3 separate regions of the Danio rerio genome follow, and regions 2 and 3 are each linked to region 1. Evidence: chromatin contacts called from public HiCAR-type and Micro-C data. All regions are on one chromosome and are shown on one strand. Each heading gives the region's core, a stretch centred on a gene start, on an enhancer-like site or on the middle of the called end of the contact. The rest is flanking DNA. Distances are from core to core; before and after follow the strand shown. Region 1 holds the start of enah (ENAH actin regulator). Region 2 holds the start of lbr (lamin B receptor). Region 3 holds the start of LOC137488716.

Region 1 (5,025 bases), core at 1,330-3,829:
TGAATTAAATAAGCTGTGTGAATGTAAGAGTGTTGGGTTGTGGCTGGAAGGGCATTCACTGTGTAAAACATATGCTGGAATAGTTGGTGGTTCATTCCACTGTGGCGACCTCTGATTAATAAAAGCACTTAGCCGAAAAGAAAATTAATTAATGAATGAGTCTTCCCACATAGCTAAATTTTTCTGGCCCACACTATCAGCTTTTGCTTGGCCGACATATCGCAGTGAGCTATGATGGACCAAGTCGGGCTTCCAAACATTGATTCAAGTATCAGTAAAGTTCATAACCCAAAACTGAGACTGAAATGGGCCAGATATGTTGGCGTGTCACATCTGCAATGAAATTGATAATCCCAGGAAGCATTGCGCATTGGGTGCACGTTATAGGCATGCCATATCTCAAAGCGACCTGATTGGTAGATTTTTTTTCTTTACTCACAAATAACTTAAATGTATTTTAAATGTGGGCCAAGAAAGGCCAAACTCTTACATGGCCCACATTTTTAACATCTGGACTGAATACTACATTTGACATCTGGCCCATGTCTTGTGTGCTGCCTTAGTGATGGTGGCACCTCTGCTACACCCGGGCCATGTTTGGCCCACATGCTGTATGCCAGTGCTGGATGAATGCTTGCTTTGCCAGCTTCATGCCAAATCTGGGCCAGAGTTCTTTGCTACCTGGGTTGTTTCTATATACAGTGCTCTGCATATAAGCACACCCCTCACAAATCTCTTTTTAAAATTTATATTTTAATAGGAAGCTTTTCAATATTATATTTGTGCATATACATTAGATTAGTCAGTACTGAAGCCAACTCTTGAGCTTATCTTACAAAATAACCTATGGTAACGGTCCAAACACTAGTACACCCAAATTGATGTTATAGAAAAATATTAAATACAAATTTAAAAAAGAGAGAACAATTTTTTGTAGGTTGTAATTTTTTTTGCAATGTTTTGCTTAATTTGCTTAATTGTATTTTCTTTCAATTTCTAAATATGTTCAGTGACTGAAATATTTTTTTAATAAATATATTTGTTTAATAAATATGTTTAGTTTAAATGCAAAATACATTACCTATATTCTCTGAGAAATGGATAAAAACATTCGTTTTCCAAATGGGGTGTACTCTATGTTGAGCACTGTATATGTGTGTGTCACATATACATAATAAAAATGTACAATACACATATTTTATGTCAAAACAAAGTTTTATTTTGGGTGCGATTAATCTTTTTTTATTGACTTTAATAACAAACATACAAAATCCGATCTTGCACAAAAAAGACAATAATAGTAACAATAATATTATAAACACTAATAAAACAGTAAAAAAGGGAAAAAGCGAAAGAAAAATTTTACAGAGATACATAAATAACCATTTATATAAATATCTGTGATATTTTAAAATTAATTATCATAATAATCCAAGAATCTATCACTTTTCTTGTTTTTAACTATTCTAAGAGATTTAAAAAAAAAACATCAATTTCAATTAAAAAAATGTGAAAAAGACGGCTGCAAATTCGAGAGTTTTTGTGTGTGAATAAAATATTTTCCATACAAAATTAAATAGTTCATAATGTAGTTCTTTAATATATATCAGTTTTGCCTTTATAGTAACAAATAATATCTTGTAGTTGAAAATGGCTGGAAGAAGCAATGTAATTACCTATATGGAGATATAAGCTATACCAAAAGCTTTTTGTGTTTTTACACTGAAAAAATATGTGAATCAGGGTTTCGTCTTCAGTTTTACAAAATGAGCTTGTACTATCAACCTCCTTATACTTTAACCAAGTATTCACTGGATATATTTTATGAAGAATTTTAAAATAAAGCTCCTCTGTTTTTTATTGGAAATGCAGTACTTATCAGATAATAGCCAGGCTTTTCTCCCAAGCCTATTAGGTCAATGAAGGATGACCTTTAAAATTTGCCCTTAGGAACAATATACTTTTTATTTTGGAAAATGTGTTGAATATATTTATTCAAATACACTAATTCCATTTAAGTTCAGCTCTGGTTCTTAAATAACATTTTCCTTAAAATTTAAATGAGATTTTAAAGGTTGATGTAGGCATAAAGGAATTGCTTTTTGCACAGCCCTAAATTCTTTAAAAGGAAATGAGAAAATATAATTAGACAAATTGTTCATAAGACAAGACTTATCAAAATTGAGAGAATCACAATTATTTATCTGTTAAATCGTGTTAATAAAAAATAGAGTTATTTCTAATTCTAATAGTAAAGTTGTTCCATAAAATGCATTTATGTGGTGAAGAATTGTGTGAATAACACAATTTTTAGAAAAGAAAAACCTGCAGATGAAATTTTCACAGCGCAATTGTAAATTTATTAGATAGATTATTACATTTTAAAATAAAAGGAAAGCCTGCAGTTTTGTAAAAATATAATGCGATTAATCTTTGCTCAGCACTGACACAAATATGTCACGTATATGCCTGCCTATCTGTCTAAATCCCTGTCCAGTTATCAAATGGGGGCGTGACCTGTGCGTGTCTTGCGTGATGACGTCGCGCAGAAAAGCTCTGCGTCGCTGCTGTGGCTGTAGAAGGGGATCCCAGCGGCACGTTGCCGCTATTAGAAGATCAGGCGCTTGCAAGACCAAACAGAAAATTGCATTCTCACTTACATTTTTTTTCTTCCGTGCTGCAGCATCCACACACAGGGGTGCAATGCGGTAGATCATGTAGACCGAGTTCTTTTTTATTTACTTTCATTTTTATTTTTTTACTTTGCGGGATACAAACTCCTCTGGTCCTGCGGCGTTTCATTCATCTCTTCTTGTGATCAAGTGCGAACTTTGAAAACTCTCTAAAAATTATATAACGCCGAATATATAGCGCGGAATTCATCATGAGGTAAGAAAAATCAGCTTTAATCTTCCCCCGCAGCCATTCGAGATTGTTATAAATACATGCAGATAGGATGTTTAAGGATTTTTTGGTGCGTGTGTGCTATTTGCGCACTGCCTATAAATAATTCATACACAAACAATGGATGTTTTTCATGATATAGGATGTCCTAGAATTAAAAAAGGCAATTAATCGACTGATTGTAGTTTAAATGAATCCATGTAAATGATACAGGTAAATCTATCAATTAGCCAAATTGAGTTACTGCATGTTTTGTATATTTCATATGGGGGTGTGTGTGTGTGGAAAATGCACATTTGTATATCTGCATCTCTCCATATTATGTAAATGGCCATTTGCATAGTCATTATTTTTGTTGCATTGCAGCATGACACTCGAGACATCTTGTTTAGGATGCTTCATGTTCTTGAAGTTGAGTTTATGTGAAAACTTTGACACTTCTGCTCATGTCATGAAGCAAATGAGCATTATTGGGATTTTATGTTAATTTTATATTTATATTTTTATTAATATTTTTCTTCTTTTTTGTCATTCATTTTTAAATAAAATCTGCTCATAGATTGTTTGCTAATGTCAGTTTGACTGATGATCAGATCCATCACACTACATTGTGATGTTAGCATGTTCGCTGTGTCTGGTGATCTGGTTGAGAGCATGTGTTAAAATGTTCAAGCCTTTGGAAGTATTTCCTCCCACACTCCCGCTGAAGACACATGAAGATGGAGCCAGCTGTTGGCAACCTTCACCAGGAGCTGCCCTTAAAGCAGGGTTTGTCTGATATGACATAACCTTCCTTTTAGGTTAAGATTAATCTCTTCTGTATTATTCGGGCCGTCTTCCTACGAACCGCGCTGCTGCATAGTAAAGCACCTCAGATGTACGTGGGTTGCCTCTTGTGTCACAAACAGGATTGTCTCTCGCTCGGGAGGGTGATTGAGCGGAGGCGAATGTTCATGTTTGTTAGCCGTAACAGGTGTGGTTTGTGTGATTTTTAGACCCAGGCTGTTCTCTCTTGCTCATCACGAGCATGTGTTGGGAAGTGTCAAGCTTTTAATGGCGTGACACGACCGTTGACTTTATTATGTGTATGAGGAAGGAACCTAACTGAATTAACAACCTATTTGTGAATGGGTTGCATTGCTCAGCTTGGCTTTGGTTTTACACTACCAGACAAAAGTTTGCATACACTTTGACTGCATGTGTTTCTTATGATGTCAAAGTGCACTGTCAAACAGTATCTGTTCACACTAATCTGCCAAAATGACACACAAAAAAACAACAACAGCAACCAAACTAGCAAAAAAATAAAGCTTTGTTTCCCACACCAGTTAAGTTTTCTCAACGCTCTAAAAAAAAAAAAGCCACACCATAGTTCCACACCATATTTTTTTGTTGAGACAACATAAAGGAATTAAGTGAAAGTATTAGTTTTCAAAAATTTGTGGATTGAGCATAAAACAATTGACTTGTCCCCCCCCCCCCACACACACACACACACAAAAACAACCTTTAGAATTGTTTATGTTGGAGCTCATTTTACATAAGTGGTGTAACATATGTTTTTTGAGTGTAAAGAGCAATTGTTAAGTACTTGCTCATGACCGTAAACACAAACATATGACTTGAGCAGCAATGCCATTTTCAAAATCGTACAATTTTACAGTTGTAATACAGTTAAAAATGCATTCACGAATGACCAAAACACAAAGTTTTTTTTAGTTTTAGTTGAAAACGAGTGTAAATGATCTCCTTTTTGTTTTTTAAATGAACATTTTATTGGTAATGTAATGTAATGTAAATGTAGTTTTGTTACTAAACAAATCTAGCAAGTATCCAGTACTTCACTTTCTAAATTTGCAATGGCTAATGCTAAAGATTGAGTATTAGTATGGCTTCACTGCAAATTCACATTTGTTTAATTAGCGTAGAGACGTTTACAATCTTATTTTTTTGTAAATCACACACTTTTTCAGTTGTTACAGTAAAAATGCAGTTGTCGATTGACCAAAACATAAAGTTTTCTTTGTTTTTAGTTAAAACAAGGGTAAATGAATTACTTTTTATTATTAAATTAGAGTTTTATCGTTACAGTTATTAAAAAGAAACCTGTCAAATATCCAG
Region 2 (5,025 bases), core at 1,072-3,571, 200 kb after region 1:
CCCCAGACACAGATTTGGCACCTTTATTTTTGAGAGTGTAGAATCTACATTAAACAATTTTACTTTACTAATGATCTAAATGTTTGACGAAATCAACAAATAATAAATGTATAATACATATAAATACTTATGGCTCTCTCTCTCTTTCTGCGATTTATAAGGATGAACCTTAATAAAATGGGAATGGTTGGTGATATTAACGTCCTGTTTGTGGCACATTAGAATATGTGAGGGGGCTTGTAAATAACTCATGAAAGAATAAAGTTACGTTTAAAACCAAGTACACCATTGTTTTTCTTGTGAAATTCCCAACAAGTTTATTAAGGCGTATTCATATAAACATATAAATGGCCCACCGTGTGTGTGCGTATATAAGTTTATAGTATTCAAGCTATTTGGTTTCAAAACCAAATTCCTAAAAAACTTTAAGTTGACTTAATTTATGGTCTTAGTATGTGTATAGTGTTTCACCTACTATGAAAGTCAGTGGTTACAGGTTCTTCAAAATATCTTATTTAATGTTAAACAGAAGAATGAAACTCAGAAAGGTTTGGAACCACTTTAGGAAAGTACCTATAAATATAAAATGTTCCATTGACATTCAGCATAAGATACATTTCTGTAAAAATTAAACTGTTATTCTGACCTGTATGAATTAAAATATGTGAGCAATTACAAAATTACTATATTTTAAATTAGAAATTTGCAGACAAATGGGTTTGACATAATGATTTAGAAAAAAGCATAAAGTTTTAAATTTACAGTATTTTTTTAGCTGCTTTGATGTCCTGAAATTAACATCATCCAATGATTATTGTTCTTTATGCCAAGATGAGTTTTTTTGTAAATATGTTATTAAATTGAATGCATGTATAGTGGATGTCTGTTGTTTTTTTATGCACACTGTGTTTATAGTCTTTGATAAAACATATTTGAGTCAATATCTACTCAAATCTAGATCTTTTGATTTTGGAATTGTAAAACACAGCTTATGCAAACGCTGCCACTTTTGTGTCTGCTGTGCTGTTGCACGGCTAAGCTGTATCAAACAGGAAGAAGGCAGCACTGAGCAAACACTGCAACAAAAGCTGAATATTACTCAAACAGCCACTGCACTGAACACACTTCTTAAACGCAGCTCAAACAATCTTACTGGTTCAGAAAGCAGCTACTAGAAAATGTGCACAACTCCAGACTGAGCACATAAATGCACTGCTAAAGTTCAGCTAAGGTCAAATGCAGCAATGCAATTTTGCTAAAACGGAAACTGAGTAAGACTTAGAGTAAGTATTAGACACCTACTCTTAAACATAACCAACAAAAAGCTGGTTGGATTAGTTGATAAGACTGCAAGCTGAATGTATTTGGTTATTGTTAAAATACATTGCTAGTTACTATTTAATTATTCTAGATTTAGATTTCTATCAATCATAGCACTATAATTAATTGAATATTGTAATATTAACTTATACACAGGTAACTTAAATCATAGCAGTTTACTCTGTGCTCACAACTAACTGTTATTTACCTTACTAATGCAAGTTGAAATGTGTTTAATATAATTATTACCTGTTTCAAAGTGGCCTTAATTTTCATTTGAAGCTAATTTTTAATTGTTTTAACAGTAGTTGACAAGTTTGTATTATATTCAAACCACAAAACAAGAGTGTGGTTGTGTTCAGCAGAAGTACCTGTCAGTCAAGATGAATTACAAGTTAACAATAGGAGGGTAAAAGCATGTTTCGGAACGGCTGTAACCTGTAAAAGATACAATAATAAATACAAATATATATTAAAAATATGTAGCGGAAGATTTTGTCGACCTGTTTTGGTCATTTTGTATTAACAACCATTGCCCTCCACAGTATAACAAAGAGCATAGAATCTCTCAAGTCATTTAAAGCTCTTTGGTATAAGTATGAAAAACAAGCTATTAACTTAAATTTCGGTTATTTGAGCGTTTCACTGACCCTTCTCGTGCCTTTACCCATTAATTACCAACTATATTTGACTTAAAAACTTATGGCATTTATAAGTGTGACGTCGTCTGTCTGTCCTGTCCCTCTCTCTTCTTCTCATATCTCACCGATCAACTGTCTCGCCTGAAGAGGACTCCATTTTGTAAACCTCGATTCTCTTCAAGCTCAAATGCCTCGCCTCCAATCAACGCTCACGCAAAGCCCTCCTTCGACCAATCAGAAAATTCAGAAATTTAAAAACAGGTCGCCCCACCCAATCACAGCGCTTCCCGCCCTCAAAACGCTGGTAGGTTGAGCAGTCACAGAGGGAGGAACGAGTTCAGAGCGGGGGCCAGCGTTTTAAAACAATATTCTTTATTTTATGAACTTCCACGGATAAGCTTTAGTGATTTTTAGGAAAATAAGGTCGACTGAAGGTAAGAAAGTTTTATAAATTGACTTTGCGTGCTTAAAGTTTTTGTCTGGGAATGTATTTATAGGGATTGCGTAGTTAACGGTACAGAAATACATTCAGCGCTCAGTCCGACCCAACTCTCTTTCTGAAGTACACATAACATGTTGCTTGTCTTTCTGCATATCTCTATATGAAAGATACAGTTTAGAAAACATTATGTTTTCTATTATGTGTAATTCTCAAAGCTGTTATTTGTTGTTTTGGTATTTGACTTGAATTGAAACTCCGGTTTCCAGCCGAGTCGTTGCACAGGAAACTTGGGCACGGCGCGCATTTACTGCTCCTCCATCACAGCTCGTCTGTTTTACCACACTAATACAACTTTATACTGTTTTATCAACTAGTTTTGAATTCATAATTTATATCGAACCTTTCAGTTTCATTACGTTGTTTGTGCACGAAAGTGCACGTGACTCTCTCCACTCTTGTGTAAAATAATCGCACATAAAGATCATTTTACTCTGCTTTGACAGTAAATATGTGTTAAATACACTATACGTTCATTGTAATAACTGTTTTTGTTCCCATAGTTCATTGATTCTCGTTTAATGTTGCTGTTTACGAGTCTCTCTCACATGCAGACTGACAATGGTTTTGAATACATGACGTTTTCCCTCCATTCCGGTGTCATTCTTCTGCTGTGTTAAAGGAGCAGCATGGCAATCCACACTAGAGCCTCTAGATCACATTTAAACTACACAAAAGCTTAACACAAACAGCTTAAATTTCCATATTGACTTTTTATGAAATATGTAGGATTTATATCCAATCTTCAAATATATAAGATGTGGTGTTCTGTTGTAGTGTTTTTTGAAGTAAGATTAAAAATGAAAACCGTGACCATTGTTGTCTGAAATACTATTGCTTTAAAAGATTTAAGTAGTAGTAGTAGTAGTAGTTGAGTTGTAGTAGTAGTTTTGAATAGCTGCTGGCAGTGATAGTAAGCGCGCGCGTGTCGTCGTGTGCCCACATATTTGCATAACAAAACCAGGCAGACTCCGCCCACTCACATTCTCAGTTTAAATCTTTTGCTCTGTGGTTTCACCTAAACTCCCTGAAGCACATGGGATATCTGGATTTCTGCAGGACTTCAACTCAGTGCTGGGTGTGTGTCAGTGAGCTCTGGATCAGGAATGTCTGGAATGTGCTTCATTGGATTAGATGGTTTTAGGGTTGAAGGCTTATGTTTTTATGGCCTTTCTCTCCATATGGCTTTAATATGAAGTTCGGGGTGTTTCCTGTATGGTGTGTCTGCTAAAAGGGTATCTTCTAGATGTGTGAGCAGTTGTAATTATGATTCTGGCTTCATTTTGACAAATTTAATGTGTTGGTGGTAGGGCTGGGCCGATAAACGATATTATATCAAATTGCGATAATTTATGTGTTGATAACTATGATTAGCCTTGGGCTTTTTTACTCTATATTGATCTAAGAGCCAATCACACAGCAGGAATGTACAGCAATGGAAATCTAGAAGTGTGTTGATATAATTTCCTCTGCTAAAAATTGGTTATGCTATTTAATTGACGCTTTCATTTTTGCGGCTTCAGTCATTGTTGGGATACTCTTGAACCTGTTAGCATTAACAACTAAATATATTGTTATTGTTCAATATGGAAAATAATTAATCGAGGTTGCATTTTTGCCATATCGCCCAGCCCTAGTTAGTGGTAAGGAAACTGTTTCATGTATTGGTGTTTGGTTTTTGCTCTGTGAATTTTTAATATCTGAATTTTAGAATGTTCACATGTGTGTTATGATGAATTGCTGTCTTTTAATGGTAGACTGGTGTTTTTTTATATTTAGAGATTGTTTAGCCTTTTATTTTTCATTTTACATTACAGATGTTTTGTTGAAATATGTCATAAGGGATATTCAGAAAATTATTTCAGTTACATTTTAAGCTTTTATTATACTGGAATAATAATAATAGATTTTTAAAATTATTTTTGGTGGGTTTATTTTCTATTATTATATTCTGCATAATTTTGCAGTCTGAATTAGCCATGGGACGATTACCGGTTTCGAGGTTTACCGCAGTTTGGGAAAGACAAGGTTTTAAAACCGCAAAAATTCTGTTATACCATTCCTAAGGTATGTGTAAGGTATTTTTGTGTGTGTGTTTGTGATAAAGAAATCTGTGTTTTTGAAATCAATGAAGACATCAGAAGTCAATGATTTAATTATGAATTATTTACCGTGACATGTTTACTGTTTTAGAATATTATAAATGTTTCTTAAAATAAAATATATTGTGTTCAATAAGGTAAAAAGTAGTTTTTTTAACCTGACATTTTAAAAAAAGCACATTTTAGACCAGTAATCACAATATCGTGAAACAGTGATATTTTTATCCAGGGTTATCATACCGTCCGAAACTTATACTGGCCCATGCCTAGTCTGAATTAGGGCTGCACAGAAAAAACATTAATCACGATTAATAATGGCAATTATTGTTTTGATTAACATTTATTCACTTGTGTATTATTGAATTTCACAGCCACAAATATAGAAAACAAACAAACAAACATGACAATATTTATTTACTGATTGTCACAAATATCGTTATTGTGATAAAAAATATTATTAATC
Region 3 (5,025 bases), core at 1,238-3,737, 140 kb after region 1:
AGAAATGATTGCACAAAATATATATTTTAATACATAAACATGTTAAAGTTATTACAGCTAAACCAAGGTTACCACAAATTTACTTTAACCATGAAATTTCCCTTTTTTTTGTATTATATTATTATTCATTGATAAATCATTATCGATAATAATAATATTATATTTTATGTTCATGTTATATAAAACTGGTTACACAAATGGTCAGTGCACCAAACCATATAAAAATATACATGTCCAGTGTACCTTTTTAGTAGAAAAGTAAATACTTAAATTTCCTAAAGGCTTTAGACTAAAGTTGAATCAGAAAAGCTGAATATGAGATACAACATTCATTTACACAAAGCGTTTCATTAAGATGCACTTGAATGCAATAATAGCCTGTATTTTACTGTAAAACATTTAAGCAGTCTGTTAATGTATTTTCAAGTTGCTTTGTAAAAATTACTGTGTATTTTACACAGAAAATTTATATACAGCAAGATAAATGGTGCTATAAATGTAAATGCAGTATTTTTGCTGTAATTGATTTTCAGTAAGTTACTGGCGAACTGCTGCGAGATGCTGTAGATTTTACAGGACTTTGTTAACAGAGCTCTTTACGAAACAGGAATTCAACCAGCTGCCTATTATACTGTACAAACATTTACACTGTACAAACATTATTTTGTAACAGTAAGTATAATATTATATAAGGAAACCCTGGATATTCATATTACAATGTAAATATGACTCACTATTTGTGCCGTTCTCAGGCCTTTCATTGTCCTGCTGCGCTCTTTTCTGGCGCTCGGAGATCTCGCAAGAGATTTCAATTTCCATTTCCAAGTAACGCTGAAAATCCAAAGACACAACTTGTTTGACTCCACTAGAGCAAACCCACTAGAGATTTTCTGTGATGCAAGGCTTCATGAACACTTTGGAACGCGTTCTATTCTCTAAAACATGTCACTATGGTAACGAGACTACATGCTAAGAAATGTTTTCTTTTAAATACTAATGACTGAGTTTATGTCCAAATGACATAAAATGAATAAAAAAACTTGCTGAATATATAGATTTAAGGGACAAAAGATGTTTTAAACAGAATCCATTAGAAATGAATGTAACTAGACAAAAAAGCACAACAAATGAAAACACCAGAGATTTTTGTAAAACTCAAACCACAAAACTGACATAAATTGACTGAAATAATGTATAATAAATTAATTTGAAGTATTCAGCTTTAATGTGAGCATCCAGCAAGACATACTGCAAATATACATGCCATTCCCATAAGACATAAACACTATTGTCATTAGTGTTTTCGAACACTAAAGGACCAAATCACGTCTTGAGTGCACCATCATTCATTTATTCATTCATTTTGTTTTTGGCTTAGTCCCTTTATTAATCTGGGGTCGTCACAGTAATAAATGTAAAGGATTGTCTTTGAAAAGACAGAATTTTGTTTTTTTTAATAAATAAAAATCAACAAAATAATTCAGAATCAAGCCGTAAGGTGCAGAACAAATGTGTGCAAAAGTGCAGGCAACATACGGTTTAAGTCAAAATTATTAGCCCCCCATTGCATTTTTTTTTCCTTTTTTAAATAGTTCCCAAATGATGTTTAACAGAGCAAGGAAATTTTATGTCTGATAATATTTTTTCTTCTGGAGAAAGTCTTATTTGTTTTATTTCATTTAGAATAAAAGGAGTTTAACACTTTTTAAAACCATTTTAATGTCAAAATTATTAGTCCCTTTAAGCTATTTTTTCACTAGTCTGCAGAACAAACCATCGTTATACAATAACTTGCCTGATTACCCTAACCTGCCTAGTTAACCTAATTAACCCAGTTAAGCCTTTAAATGTCACTTTAAGCTGTATAGAAGTGTTTTGAAAAATATCTAGTAAAATATCATTTACTGTCATCATTGCGCAGATAAAATAAATAAGTTACTAGAAATGAGTTATTAAAACTATTATGTTTAGAAATGAAAAAAATCTTCTCTCCGTTTAGCAGAAATTGGGGAAAAAAATAAACGGGGGCTAATAGTTCAGGGGGCTAATAATTCTGACTTCAACTGTACATTCAAAATGTGAATCAAAAATAGTTTAGTTGATGACACTGAGTGATCAATAAATGAAATACAAAATAGCTATAAATTCAGGAATGTACAGCTAGAATGTTTGTTTAAACTGTAGATAATGCTAAACTGGTGAGACAGTCTATTTAGCTAAATGATTAGGAATGGTGCATCCAAGTATGTGCATTAATTCATTAAAAAAGCCTTCGCCTGCATATCGTTCACTGGCTTCATGTCAAGCACAACACATTCAGCATTTTTGTCATTAATTTTTCTTTCCCTATTTTTTGGCCACGGGTGGTCTCAAATCTACACATAAATATAAATGTTCGCACATAAAATTAACCCTGGGTTAAAAGCGTTGCTAACACCAGTCAAATTACAGGTGTAAAGCTGTTGAAATCCTGTGTTAAAATCAGAGAATGACAAAAAAAAAAAAAAAAAACAGAATAAAACCCTATTGTCATATAACATATAAACACATAAATTTCTTCTTTTTGGCTGGAAATGTTGTGTAAATGGATCCTAAGTTTCTGAGAACGAAGTAAGATAAAGTCACCATTACTTTATTCCTGTGATGCAAACAGGCCTTCATATATTGCAAATAAATAGCGTTGTCAAACTTTCTTTTTCAATCGCTTTTAATGGGCAGAGGGCTCAGTACACAGAAAGCTGATGTCTTCAGCAGAGAACACATGTGCGCTTGTAGAGTTGACATCAGCGTGTGGAAGGTGAGAACATGAACCAGGTGAACCCTCATGCACAAGCAAATGCAGCAGTCTGATGTTAATGTCTGTTGGACTAAGTTCAGTTAAATCACCACTTTAAAGCTCTGAGTTGGCTTTTTTCATGAGCGTGTGTTTATCAAGATTTCTTTGGACTTCAAAAGACGTCAGAGGTTGTTACTCACCCAGGTCTTGTTAATGAAAAGCCTTTCTGCAACCAGTTCCCTAAGGAAGCAGTAGTCAAGGTTAAGTCTGCTTGACTGGAATATACTTGCGCAATGCTCAGTGGCTGCCTGTCAGGCTTTTCTTTCTACTTTTTGCTTTAATGACACCATGGCATTGATGCAACTATTGCATATTTATTGTTTTTTTATTTTTAGTAAGGTACAGCATTTTATGATATATGTAGAATGTAGGCATTTTAATATATAGTCCATATATATGTATGCATATATGTATATGTATAGATTTAGGTATAATAATAATAATAATAATATTATATTATTATTATTATTATTATTATCATTATCATTATTATTGTTGTTACAGGGTGTGACAAATTAAGGCCCTTAAAAAGTATAAAAAAAACTTAATTGCACATAACTTAAATTTTTCAAGCATTTTCCAAAGTGTTTGACTCCAAAAAAGCATAAATATATTTATTTTCCTCCTAATATTAACAACAACATGCTTGATCCATGCGATGAATGCGTGTCCGGCCAAGCTCTTCCGTCCAGGACAGGTGATGTCACATAATTTGCGACAAATGTGGGAAAGTGACGTGACGCTCTCCACATGTAGCTAAACAATAGAGTGAGAATGACAGTAAAATGGGTGAATGTAAGTTTGCATACTCCTGGTTGGAGAAAGACAAGTTTAAACAGTGGCTGCAGTCTGTCCCTGAAAACAACCACGTAATTTATTCTTTCAAGCTTTGTTTCTTCCGAGTTTATCTGAGTTCTGTTGCATGGTTGTGCTCCATTGATTGGAGCACAAATTGATTGGATTTATTTAACTACAACTGTTTATTAACAACTGTTAATAAGTTAAAAGTTTGATACCGAAAAAACTTGAACTGGTGATGAGGTCCTAAAATATTCTGAGAAGGTCTTTTAAAATTTTTTTTAAGCATTGAAATTACCTTTAGGATTGCTGCATATACCCTGTAGTGTTATTATTATTATTATTATGAACTATATAATAAACACAATAAATAATATAATAAACACACACACACACACACACACACACACACACACAGAGAAGTGCGATATGGCTGTATATTGGCACTGACGGGAGGCCTGCGTTGGAAGATGGCTGCAGTCGAGTGCCTTAGCGTCCCACCAGTGATGATATACAGTTATATTACACTGCTACGAGTGTAATATTGCATTTATACAACAGTTTAACGGCATAGTCGTGTATATGAAAAAAGAAATCAAACAGAGTCTAAATATTATTTTGTATGCGGAACTACTTTCTTCTTCCATTCCTTCACATTTGCAGCTGACGTCAGAACAGCAGAAACTGTTGCCAGTTCACCAACATCACTTTAGAGCTAGTATTTGAATGATTCTCCCACGTACTGTCTAAAGTGATGACAAAACAAGTGATTTTGCTCACATTTAAAGAATATAATGCTGAACAGCATGAAATGCCATCAGTCTAGAGAAGCTTCCCAGTATTTCTCTGTTGCAATCGGTATATCACAATAATTAACCCCAAAAAAGCCAAAGCAAACACTACCAGATTACTATGGTATAAATAGGGCACTACAACCGTTTTATGATGATTTGATTAGCTGCTGTTTGAATTACAATGGGTTTTTCTCCTAAGAGCTTATTATCCGGTTTCTGTCGTCACACGTCTTATAAATACACTGCATAATTACAGTCTAAACAACTACATTCTCGCCTTAAAAGCCTCAAAAGTATATTGTTGTCCAACAGCTGCAATGTTTGTCAAACTGTATTGAGTTTATTGATCTGCCATCACTCCATGTGAGCGGAGTGATACAGAAGGGTGAGGAGGCTGTACGAGTGTTGTTATTGCAGAATATTGCATGGCTATCAGCCAATCATCCTCATATAAAAATAGAACTGCATCTTTGTAACAGTTTTTTGTAACTAATAATATAAGCTGAAATTAAACTGCTTGTATATATATCGAAGCATCTTGAAATGTACTACTGTGTATCATTTTGATACATGTATAATGTTTTAGATTTTACTCAT

The links. Hi-C and Micro-C count contacts between places; a contact is called where the count stands out from the background. HiCAR-type assays count read pairs that join an accessible place to other places.
Region 2: a contact with region 1 is called in a Micro-C map of caudal fin, with 6 times the contacts expected there. The contact joins the promoter of lbr here to the promoter of enah in region 1. A contact is called at or near these places in 2 of 18 Hi-C or Micro-C datasets (caudal fin and an unstated tissue) and 2 of 4 datasets of contacts at active chromatin or transcription factors (caudal fin and embryo).
Region 3: a HiCAR-type map of caudal fin shows a contact between it and region 1, with 6 times the contacts expected there. The contact joins the promoter of LOC137488716 here to the promoter of enah in region 1. A contact is called at or near these places in 2 of 4 datasets of contacts at active chromatin or transcription factors (caudal fin and embryo).

What each region holds. Positions count from the first base shown.
Region 1 is chr20:39,883,659-39,888,683 of GRCz12tu, reverse strand. enah (ENAH actin regulator) reads left to right here and starts at 2,579. Exons shown (of 13, transcript NM_001013521.2): 1 at 2,579-2,889. The coding sequence starts at 2,885.
Region 2 is chr20:39,685,761-39,690,785 of GRCz12tu, reverse strand. lbr (lamin B receptor) reads left to right here and starts at 2,321. Exons shown (of 14, transcript NM_001002720.1): 1 at 2,321-2,395. It overlaps LOC141379378 (a long non-coding RNA gene), which reads right to left and starts at 2,098. Exons shown (of 2, transcript XR_012395966.1): 1 at 1,971-2,098; 2 at 1-1,758.
Region 3 is chr20:39,743,206-39,748,230 of GRCz12tu, reverse strand. It overlaps LOC137488716, which reads right to left and starts at 2,487. Exons shown (of 4, transcript XM_073933542.1): 1 at 735-2,487. The coding sequence starts at 819. All of the region lies in intron 4 of enah (ENAH actin regulator), which reads left to right.